Regions from separate parts of the Zea mays genome. Here all the other regions are linked to region 3. Evidence: chromatin contacts called from public Hi-C data. All regions are on one chromosome and are shown on one strand. The core of a region is the stretch at or near the end of the contact, and the rest is flanking DNA. Distances in the headings are between cores, read along the strand shown. Region 1 holds the start of LOC100382685 (Putative DUF1664 domain family protein). Region 2 holds the start of LOC100282281. Region 3 holds the start of LOC100279227 (Putative AGC protein kinase family protein).

What was found. A called contact is a pair of places that touch in the nucleus more often than the background predicts.
Region 1: a contact with region 3 is called in a Hi-C map of ear, with 4 times the contacts expected there. The contact joins the promoter of LOC100382685 here to the promoter of LOC100279227 in region 3. A contact is called at or near these places in 6 of 25 Hi-C or Micro-C datasets (bundle sheath, ear, endosperm and 3 more).
Region 2: a contact with region 3 is called in a Hi-C map of leaf, with 2.3 times the contacts expected there. The contact joins the promoter of LOC100282281 here to the promoter of LOC100279227 in region 3. A contact is called at or near these places in 7 of 25 Hi-C or Micro-C datasets (ear, leaf and tassel).

Annotation. Positions count from the first base shown.
Region 1 is chr8:91,072,126-91,075,597 of Zm-B73-REFERENCE-NAM-5.0, reverse strand. LOC100382685 (Putative DUF1664 domain family protein) reads left to right here and starts at 1,319. Exons shown (of 12, transcript NM_001175409.1): 1 at 1,319-1,498; 2 at 1,643-1,726. The coding sequence starts at 1,379. It overlaps LOC109941413 (a long non-coding RNA gene), which reads left to right and starts at 1,771. Exons shown (of 2, transcript XR_002263964.1): 1 at 1,771-2,903; 2 at 2,983-3,472.
Region 2 is chr8:90,684,153-90,687,936 of Zm-B73-REFERENCE-NAM-5.0, reverse strand. LOC100282281 reads left to right here and starts at 1,689. Exons shown (of 7, transcript NM_001155193.2): 1 at 1,689-1,957; 2 at 2,043-2,064; 3 at 2,242-2,371. The coding sequence starts at 1,807.
Region 3 is chr8:90,892,426-90,895,936 of Zm-B73-REFERENCE-NAM-5.0, reverse strand. It overlaps LOC100279227 (Putative AGC protein kinase family protein), which reads left to right and starts at 1,764. Exons shown (of 13, transcript XM_008657971.4): 1 at 1,764-2,249. The coding sequence starts at 2,029.

The DNA.
Region 1 (3,472 bases), core at 70-2,569, 180 kb before region 3:
ACATTACATAATGAGCCAGATAATCATAGTCAAACACAAGTTGTGCCAGACACATGATCTGGCACATAATCGAAGTCATAAGTAATTTAACATGTCATGAAATTTAGTGAGTGTACTCATGAACATACGTGTACTCCATGCAAGCACAAAGAATTGTGACAAAATAAGTGATTCAGTGTAATGGCTTATATTGGTGCATACTCATATAGTACGAAAGGGTAACATTCCACATAAATGCCAGAAATACATTGTCTTCAGTTTAAAAACATCAAGAACAGTCCAATGAACAACACTGGGGAAATAGAATTGCTGCCATGGCTAATGTTAGGCTTACTGTTGTTCGTGTATTTCCATCACGTGGAACAGACAAAGTTTGGTACACCAGGCGCCTAAATCGGAGGATGAACAACGTAACAAGTTCATACCTCGAACGACAAGTGTGGATCTGCTAAACTCCTATGGGCTTGGCAACAAAAACTACGAATTTTGAACAAAACCAGTGCGAATGTACATATATCCTGAATGAAGTTTTCATTTGACGGGGTACAAGATGGTATACCTCTAGTAGGGTTGGATCTCGGCCGCAAGACGGCGAATCCAAGCAAAATACGAGTGGTGTTGTAAATCAATCGTCAAATAACTAATGATTTCGCGTGGTTGATGAAAGGAAATACCTTAAGAAGGGGAGATGTAGTGCCCAGCACGCCGAATCGTAGCGTGTCCGTGTGGATCTGATGGCGCCGTCGATTGTCGGAGATTGAAGCAAACCAATCGGTCGCGACGTTCGTCGCTGGAAGCGGATTGGAGTCCTCTTCGGTCGCGAACGGCTGTGCGTGGTGACCAACTCGACCTCCTCTTCTGCGCAACCGAGGGGGGCCGGGGCCGACTCCACCGGGCGATGGTAGATCCGCTGTCGCGTCGCCGCGCAAAATCGTCCGTCCGCGGAGGGGTCGAGGCGAAGCGAGGTGGAACGCGAAGTTTCCGTAGTCTGGCGCGGCCGACAGCGTCCGCGCGAAGGAGGCGAGGGGGCGGCTACAGTAGTCCCCTGCATCTGGCGTGAGAGAAGAGTGTCGCGAGGGAGGGGAGAGGGTAGCGCTCGCCGCTGCGGGAGAAAGGGGGAGACTGCAGCCCCTATCCGATGAACAGTAATAGCGTAGGGGAGGGGAAGGGTGATGCGTTGCAGTCAGTCTGAGGCGGTCGTCTTCGTCAGAGCAGGGGAACCGGCTCTGACAATAGGCCCCACCCTCACGGCCTAACCTTTCTCTTTCTCTCTCTACCTCCTCGCGCGCCCTCGTCAGACCAGCCACGCGCTCAACTCCACGGGCCTTGAGCTAGGGTTTTCTTCGCCGCTACCTCCCTACGAGGCGGGCGTGCAGCCATGGCGCTGGTGCAGGCGGGCATGGGCCTTACCCGGGTCGTTATCCTCGTCGGCGCCGGCGTTGCCGGCTCCGTCGTCCTCCGCAACGGCCGCCTCGCCGAGATCCTCGGCGAGCTCCAGGTGCGTCGCGTATCCTGACCGCGGACTGCGCTCTTGCGCCTTAACGGCGGTATGTGATCCCAAGGGTCCTTATCCAGTGAGGGACCGTGGAGATTCAGAATTCCAGATGCTTTGTTTCTGATGATTCATGACGTCTCTTTGCAGGAGATACTCGACAAGGGGAAGAAGGTGAAGGATGGAGGAGGGGGAGACGGGGAAACCGATCTCAACGAGGCTCTTACCTCGCAGGTGCGTGTGATGTCCTTGCACTGCTCTCCACGTGAGTAGTTTGCTGTGTGAATACTACTTACTACTGCCTAAGAATAATTCAGTTCAGGTTCAGGATGGACATTGTGTAATGTCCCCGTATTTCCATTTGTTACACTGGATTCTATCAACACTCAGTTTTAAAAGTAGAATACATCATGCATGCGGATTGGTGTATGTGATTTAATTCTATGCCCATGCTGATTGTTTTGCTGTTGATACTGTGTTGCAATGGTCCAATGGCAAATTGGCAATTCTATCCTTAGAAGTCTCTTTTCTTTTTCTTTTTTAAAAAATGTGCAAAAATATCAGGGGAGAACAACTATGCGAGATAAAAAAACTGGTTACACACCTCGATATGCTGAGATTGTTTTCTGTTATTCTAGTGGTCGCTCCTCCTTTGGTGCAGTGTCCATTGCAAATTGGCAAGTTGAGGCTTTTGATCATGTATATAATGTTTCCCAAGTTTTTTGGGCTCATTAATTTATTGTGCAATATCAATAGGGGCCTCACAGTTCTATGTCAATCTATCACTGCACTTATGCACTTCTCTTCTAATACTGTTCTTTTCAATTACATGCTTGTCTCAACCAAATATCATGACCATAGAAACAAATTCTTATATCTGTACTTGTCGATGGTCCCGAAAGTGTACAGTGCTACAATAATCTTTGGATTGTTGCCTCCACATTTTCTTCATTAAGTGAATTATCTCTTTTGCACTTCTTTTGAATGTAGAACAAGGTTTAAAATAGCGGCCTATAGCCTTTTGGAGGACCTAAAGCTACGATATTTCACTTTTAGATGCTATTATAGCTACAACCGTTATAGCCCGATTTAGCTCTTCTAAATGTCATAGCTTTAGCGCTAAATAGCCACACTATTTCTATTTTTCAGATTCCAGGCCATCCCACCAGTTCTGCCACCCAAATCCATCTCTTCACCACCATCCGATGTAGCCTCATCAATCTCTGCTATGGCGGAACCCAACACATCCGACCTAGTCACCATCATCCAATCCCTTGCAGCAACGGTGGAATCCCTCAAGCTTTCGGTCGCCGAACTCCAGCAGGACCGCCGAACCGAGTCCTCTGCCCTGGACGGGAAGGGACAACACACCGACGATCATCACCAGGATCGACCCCCCGCGGTTCCAGAAGTTGGACTTCCTAAAATATTATGGCAAAACTGATCCATTGGTGTTCCTTAATTGACGTGAGTCCTACTTCCATCAATAGCGCATCATCGACGAGGAATGCGTGTGGATGGCCTCCTACAATCTCGACGACATCGCCCAACTGTAATTTATCCAAATACAGCAAGATGAGGGCGCTCCATCATGGCGCCGCTTCTCCGAACACCTGTACCTGCACTTTGGACCCCTCTGCGTACAAACCCGCTCCGCGAGCTTACTGCATGCCGCCAAACGGGCTCGGTGGTGGACTACCAGGACCGCTTTTAAGCCCTCTTGCCACGCGCGAGCCATCTCACGAAGACGCAACATGTCCAACTCTCCACTGCAGGCCTCCAACCGCCGCTCAGCCTCGATGTCGAGATCCACAATCCCCAATCCTTGTTCGTCGCCATGAGCCTCGCCAGGAAGATGGAACTCCGGGAACAAATCACAGCGCAAACCACGCCGCAATGGGCCACGGGCCGTGGTATCCTGCCGACGTCGCGGGCCACCTAGGCGCCACCGACGGCGACGACGGTTCCCCCGAACACCAC
Region 2 (3,784 bases), core at 440-2,939, 210 kb after region 3:
TATTCAGGATCCGACGAGACCCTTGTGTCGCGCATAGGCAACAACGGAGACAAACATAAAGGCACAAAAAAGCCCTGATACAAGAACCACCTGTGAAGGGAGGAGCAAGTTAGACCAAGCAATGCATCATTATATCTCCCGTGTTGCGAGTAGATACTTACCCATTTGAAGATGTATCCACAACCGTCATTCCAGGTATACGAAATATTCATACCAAAGACTCCAGCAACTAATGAGTACAACGATAGAGAGAGACGGTCCTAGAACTCAAGAATAATTGTAGCTAAAGGGACCAAATATGTTATTCTAAAAGAATGCAAAAATGCAACAAGTATTACTCAGGACGGCGATGAAATTCTTGGTGGATTGTACTGGGTTAAATTACATCAGATTATGAATAGACGTCGATGATGCGGGCATGTACTTGGCTATCCAGTGTTTTCTGAAATCGAAAGAGGATAACAAATTGTTATTTTAGTCAGTCCTACAAATTCGTGTCAAAAGGGCAACATGTGTTTAAATTTGATATATTCCACTCCTGACGAGTTCAGAAAAGTGCCCTCTTTAATTCACAAAAAAAATCTTTGTACCTGAAGGTGGCTCTTGATGTGATAGATTGTGAGGCCATCACAGTTCGTTAGCATCATAATCCCCTTGGGAGTCACCTCTGCAAGTGTCACGCAAAAACAAGAGAAGACTATATGAATCCGTGAGAAAGAGAAACAATTCCATAGCCTTCAATTCGATTAAGCAAAGCAGATAGATTAACCAAGAACCTTGCAGAGAAAAAAAAAGAGCTTCAGATCAAGGACGGTTGCTCAATGTCCGCGATGTCGAGCTGGTTCACGCAGTAGATGAAGCACTCGTGGAGGTCCTGTGGCCACCAGATCCGTGACTTCTTGGTGGCATGTACCAATGTTGATATTTGCTTATATATGAGGTATTCCGAATCATAGTTCAGAAGGCTAAAATTTTGGTTGGTTTTGTATGTTCATTCTGGCTACTACACTTTTCGTCTACAACAACATTGTAACAAAGGAATCTTAAATTTTTTATTAGAAAACCTATGCAACAAAGTCATTCTGCAAACAGAACTTATATAGTGTGCAGTCTGACTTAAAAAAACATTTAGATACCATGAAGATCCATCTGGCAATCTGAACATCCTATGGAGTAGATGTTTCTGAAAAGACCATATATGACATAAGACTTGCACATAATGGCATTGGGATTTTAATAAGTAGTAGAGATTAGTACTGTTCGATGGCTCAAATCGATAATAGTATTTGTTTTATTTTCGATTGGTAGCATCAACCGGCACTAAAGCTAGACGAGCCTTTGATGGCCAAAACCACGTTCTAAATGCTCTTCTAGATTTATTATTATCAATCTATCAGCCGGTTCTAATATTAGTACTGTTAAAAAATCGGTACTAATTGGCTCTTTTAAAGAAAACGCTAACATTTTTTTTGTTCCATCAATTTAGTAGGAACATGTGTCTCCCTGTCTCTGTTTGGTGTTGGAGCCACCGGATCCGGACGTCCAATTTTCTGCGACCATTCTAAATTCGTTTTTCATAAACATTATGAACCATATATAGACTCAAATTCCCGCACCATCTCAGTGGGTCGACCTTGCGTAAGCAGTGAGATCACAGCACTCACTATCTGTACCACAATTCCACAAAAAGAATATTGTGCTCAATCTCGCCGGCCCTTGCCGCCAGCAAGTTATAGCTTTTAACTTTCTCAGGACACGGGAGCCCTTCTTGCCACAAAAGTTTTAGTTCCAACTGGGAGAGCTAGCATGGCAAGTTCGCGCTGCTTTGAGAACCCGCCGGTGCTGGAGCCGGCCAGCGGAGGAGGCGAGGTGGTTGACGACTTCGGCGGGCAGAAGGCCTACGTCAGCGGCTCCGCCGGGTCCAAGGCCGCCGTCGTCCTCATCTCCGACGCCTTCGGTAAATATTCCGTGCCTCGCCCTCCAAGGTCCTGTGTGTTTTTTTTTTTCATTTGCTAGTATTGAAATCCGTTCCATCTTTGTAGGGTTCGAAGCGCCAAACCTGAGGTACGCTGCTAGTCTCACTCTGAGCTAATCTGAGCTGGGTAGTTGCTATATATGCCTGGGCTATGGGCTTTAAAATTTGTCGAATGGGTTCTTGAATTGCATCAGATTTTTAGTTGTTATTATGGAGTACTCTTCCATCAGTGACTGATGTGACATGCACACGTTTGTCTCGCGAAGGAAGATAGCCGACAAAGTTGCTTCGCTCGGTTACTTCGTTGTGGTGCCCGATTTCCTGCATGGGGATCCATATGACCCCAGCAATAATGCCCATAGCAATCCTGGAACGTGGATACAGTCGCACAATCCGGTTTGTCTCTACTCTTCAACCTTATTCTAACATTTTTTCTGTTACAGTATTAAATTGATTGTATGAGAGTGTGCAATTTTCTTGTAGTTCGCTAGTGCTTTATTTTGGGGTTCATGTAGTGTCAGCCATAGAGAATTATCGGTGTTAGGCATGTACACTCCATTAATTAGGAGTCTCTTTATGGTCTTTAGGGTGCTAAATAAAAAAAAGACGGGCTCACGCGAAACGTCCGTCTCTACACCATTCTCTATATATTGTTTTTTTACTATATTTTTATGTAGAGGCTCTAGGTTTTAGAATGCAGTTTTTTAACGGTTATGTGTACTCAAGTTCTAACATGATCGACCGATCCACCGACCAACCAGGCATTTGTATCGACATAGTCGATATGACTACAGGCCGAGCCATGTAAGCGAGCAATACAACCTAGAATTGTAACCAGTGTTAGTCCATCCTGCGACGTCCTAAGATCAACTCCGAGAGGCTCTCTATATTCTTTGTAATTGATATAAATAGAGATTTTTGTAAAAAAAACTTCCAACATCTTATCTAAATGGCTGTTCAAATATAGTCATCTTCTATTTTGGGTTTCTCGATAGCCAAATATAGAAAATGTAAATGACTTTCTAGAGTGCAAACAATATATAGAAAAATTGTTGTAGATTGAAAAGATATATATAAAATAGTTTTATGCAAATAACTATCCAAATGATAATTTAGGGAGTAAAATTTAGAAAACTCTTGAAGATGCTCTAAGCTATATGTTGTTTTGTGAACGTTATTTTGTTACAAGCGAATCTTTCTGCATTATATCCGAGTATTTAGATAATGACAGTGTTTTGTTAAGGTATCACAATCAATAAAGCCCCATTAAATCCTTTTAATTGAATTTTCTTACTTTCTTCGCTCTCTACATTTTTTACTTTCTTCCCTCGAGACGATCAAGGGCGAGTTCGTATGTTTGTGGATGCAGGAAACCCATCGATTCGTTTTGTTTTCCCCTTCCTTGCATGCTACAATTAGCGAGCCTTCTGGTGTGGGTTTTTCGAATGGGCTCATTTTTTTTACAATCACATTTCGAGTAGGCCTTTAGTTCTAGGGTATCCTACTTTAATTCAGAAATTGGATCATCAAACATGCTCCTAGGATCGGCGAAGGCTCCACCTTAGCTTAGTAGCCAATTCGAGTAGGCCTTTTTTTGTTTGGTTTAAAAAAAATATAGACTTAGCTTAGTAGCCCCCTCTTGGATCAATCCTGGATCCGCCACTGTTCCTCACAACCACGAGGTGTTGAGAAAGTGTAGAGATTGGTCGTTGATTAAATAAGTGAAGTCTTAAAAAGTTCAAACTTTATCGAGGATCCATATTGAAATAAAGAGTGAGAGGCTATAATATGAAAGAAGATGAGCGAAAT
Region 3 (3,511 bases), core at 515-3,014:
CTCATCACTTTGATACATCGCCACCCCTTCCTCAATGGCCTTCCATCGTAAGTGCTATGTTATCCTGATGTGGTCTCTGGTAGATTGTGTTAGACAGTGGCGGACGCATGACCAAAATTCATGGGGGGCCAAAAAACCACATTACAAAATCAAGCAAGGCGGTAAAAACTATAGTTGCATAAAATTTAAGTTCCATATCTATCAATATAAGATACAAGTTCAAAGAAGAGAAGCAAACATATAACTAAGTTCTTCCTGACCGAATCAAGTCGTGTGTACATTGTCGAATATCGATTTCCTCGAAGGGTGGGGCATCGAGAAAGAGGCGGGTCAGATGATGTCTCCGGCTAAGAGCTAGGGCTCGCTGGTTCGTCAAGCTCGCCAGTTGACGGGGACGGGTCGCATCGTCGTGGTGAGCGAGGTCGGGTCTGCCAAGAGCGGGATGATGTCATGACGATAACGAGCGGGACGAGGACGTTGGGAAGGGGCCAGGGTCAGGCGACATCAAGCATCAGGAAGGAGGCGACGGTGTCAAGAATGGAGCATCTGGGAGGATTGGATAGATGCGAGGACTAGACCAAATATGATGGAAGTTGAGAGAACTGCTCAGGGCAATTTTAGCCTATCCAAACCTTAATTTATATACTTTACAGTAGGTGAACATTAGGTATAAGAGGTTATAAAAAATTGAGAGGGATCCTTCTATGGATACGACAGCGTCGGAAAGAATGAGATTGGATGAATAGATGTGAGGATTAGACCAAGTAAAAGGACGAGAGTCGATAGAACTAGACTAATTCGACGAGGAGACCCATAACATGATTGTTTTAGCCTATCTAAATCTTCATTTTTAAATATACTTAACAGTAAATAAACATAATATATAAAAGGTCATAAAAATTGAGGGGGGGTGGCATATGGCCCACTTTGTCCCCCCTCTGCGTCCGCCCCTGGTGTTAGAGCAGCAAGGTGTCATTATCTTACCCCGATAGATCTTGTACGTGTGTCGGCTGCCAGACGACCTTCAACAGGCTCCGTAACGACATTTATGAAATTTTTATTATTATGCTTGAGTTATGAATTTTTAATTATTATTATGAATTATATAATTTTATTAGATTAGTTACATGATAATCATATGTATTTGAATTTTAACAAAGCATCATGTTTTATGTCAATTAAAAGTTTATAAAAGAAAAGTTGATGTAACGATGAAATAACTGTAAGCTAACAATAAGGATAATACAATAAAACGTTATGATAGATAAGGTCTAATTATGGTTAATATAAAACAGTAATGTGATGGTAGATATAGCCGACAACGACTAAAACCAGTCTTATAATTGGAAACAGAGGACCGTGTGTTTGAATATGGTTCAAAGTGCCAAATTGATTTCTTGTTTGAGCTTACGATGGTGAAAGCTACCATTGACACTTCGAAGCCGAAACAAACTTGGCTAAGTGGCTTACTTGCCTAGCAGTTGTATACTTGTATAGTTGTATCACCTTCTGGATTGGATTGGACTCAAAAGAAATAGCCATGGCCAGCATGGCATGAAAAAAGGACGGGAAATAGCCATGGCCAGACCAGGAAAGTATCTCGCCTATACTACTGTGCCGCAGTGCATCTTCTGGATCGGGCTCACTGACGTCATGCACTCACATGGAGCACGTCAGATCAGATAGTCACGAATGCCTGGCGGAACGGAACGAGAAAAGCTCGCGCGGGATCGGCTGTTGCGTCCAGCTTTCGCGCCGCAACACCTGTTTCCGAAGCAAAGCAAAACCTCTAAACAGCTGTCACCAGCCATCTAATCCCTCATTTACAGCATGATTAGCTTACTCTAACTACGGTGCGCGCAAAAAAAATCAGGCGTTTATAAACGGCCGCACACGAAGAAAGTGCTCATCACAGACCGAAAAGGAAAATAGAGGCGAGACAAACGAGAGCGAGCGAGAGAGAAACAGTTCGAGCTCACCCCGGCGAGAGCCGACTCTCAAGCGATAAGGGGCGTGGGCGTCGTCGGCATGGAGAGCGAGATGGCGGAGGAGTCACCGGCCGCAGTCTCAGCGGCGGCGGCGCGGGCCCGGCCACTGGAGGCGGTCGCGGAGGAAGGGCAGGAGGTGGCGGAGCAGCACGAGGTGGCAGTTGGCTCCACCAAGACCATGGAGCGCGTGGCGGCCGCGAAGAAGTTCATCGAGGACCACTACCGCGCGCAGATGAAGAACCTCCAAGAGCGCAAGGAGAGGTACGGGGAACCCGTGCCTGCTTCCAATTTTTTTTTTAATTGGTCTCGGAGCTAGCAGTGCTTGCCTGCGATTTGGTTAGTGCTTGAGCGGCCTGCGATTTAGCTAGCTAAATCTCACGTGAGGGCGACTGATCGAGGTGTCCGACCTGCAACCAGGCGATTGGAGGTAGCCTGTATGCTTATGCTCTCCTGTGGGGTGGGTGTGAGGGTTTGGGCTGCACTTCTCATGCATACTGAATCGGATTAGCATATCAGGGCAGTTGATTGTCAAATGTGGCTGTAGGTCCTACTAGAGCTGAGCTTCGGGGCGATGTTGGGTGGCAATTTTGCAGTGGATGGAGGTGTTGCTCATTGCTGCCTCTTGGGTGGCAATTTTGCAGTGGATTGAGTTGTTGCACATTGCTGTGTCCGAGATAAAGCGAATTGTGACTTTGAAGTCTGAATTGCTTGAGCTTGACTGGCTAGAACAAAATGGCGACCGTTGTAGGGCTTGCCATAATTGGAATAAAGCTACCAGCGGTTAGTCGTTCATGCAAAGAAACAATGCTTGTGCTTATGTTCACTTTGTCGCTTTTTAGGGAGAGGGCACACGTGGCGGTTGATTGTGCTCTCACGTGCTATGCGTTACCATTTGGTCGCATGTTGGCGATGGACATGATAATGTGGATAGGTCTTTGTGCACATTCTGCTGGACGGTTACTGAATCAGGGCTAGTGTTTCAGGGTGGTTGGATGGGGAATGTGGCCAGTGGCGAATCTAAGATTTAAAGTTAGGGTGGTCCAATCTTATGAAAATCAAATTACATAGATGAGTTTACATTTTAAATCCTACAACATATAAGAATCAAAAGAAATAAATAAATCAAAAAACTATATACTATCTCCGTTCTCGAATATTTGTCGCCCGCTAGTTCACTTTTGAACTAAACCACTACAAATAAAAAAGAACGGAGGGGGTACTTTAGTAGAGTCAAAATCAGAGGGTGGGCCAGGACCCACCCTGTCCACCCTCTAGATACGCCACTGAATGTGGCTGTAGGTTGTACTAGTGCTGAGCTTTGGAGCATGATTGCATGGGAATTTGGTATTGGGTGCTGTTGCTCATTGTTGTGGCAGAGGTATACCAACTATAGCTTTGTGGAGTCCAAATTCTTGAGCTTGACTTGGCTAGAAATTGTTGCCAGTTTTTAGAGGGCTTGCCATTATTGGAATAAAGTTGCAGGCTGTTAGTGGGGGCATGCAAAGAAACAAGGTTTGCACTTA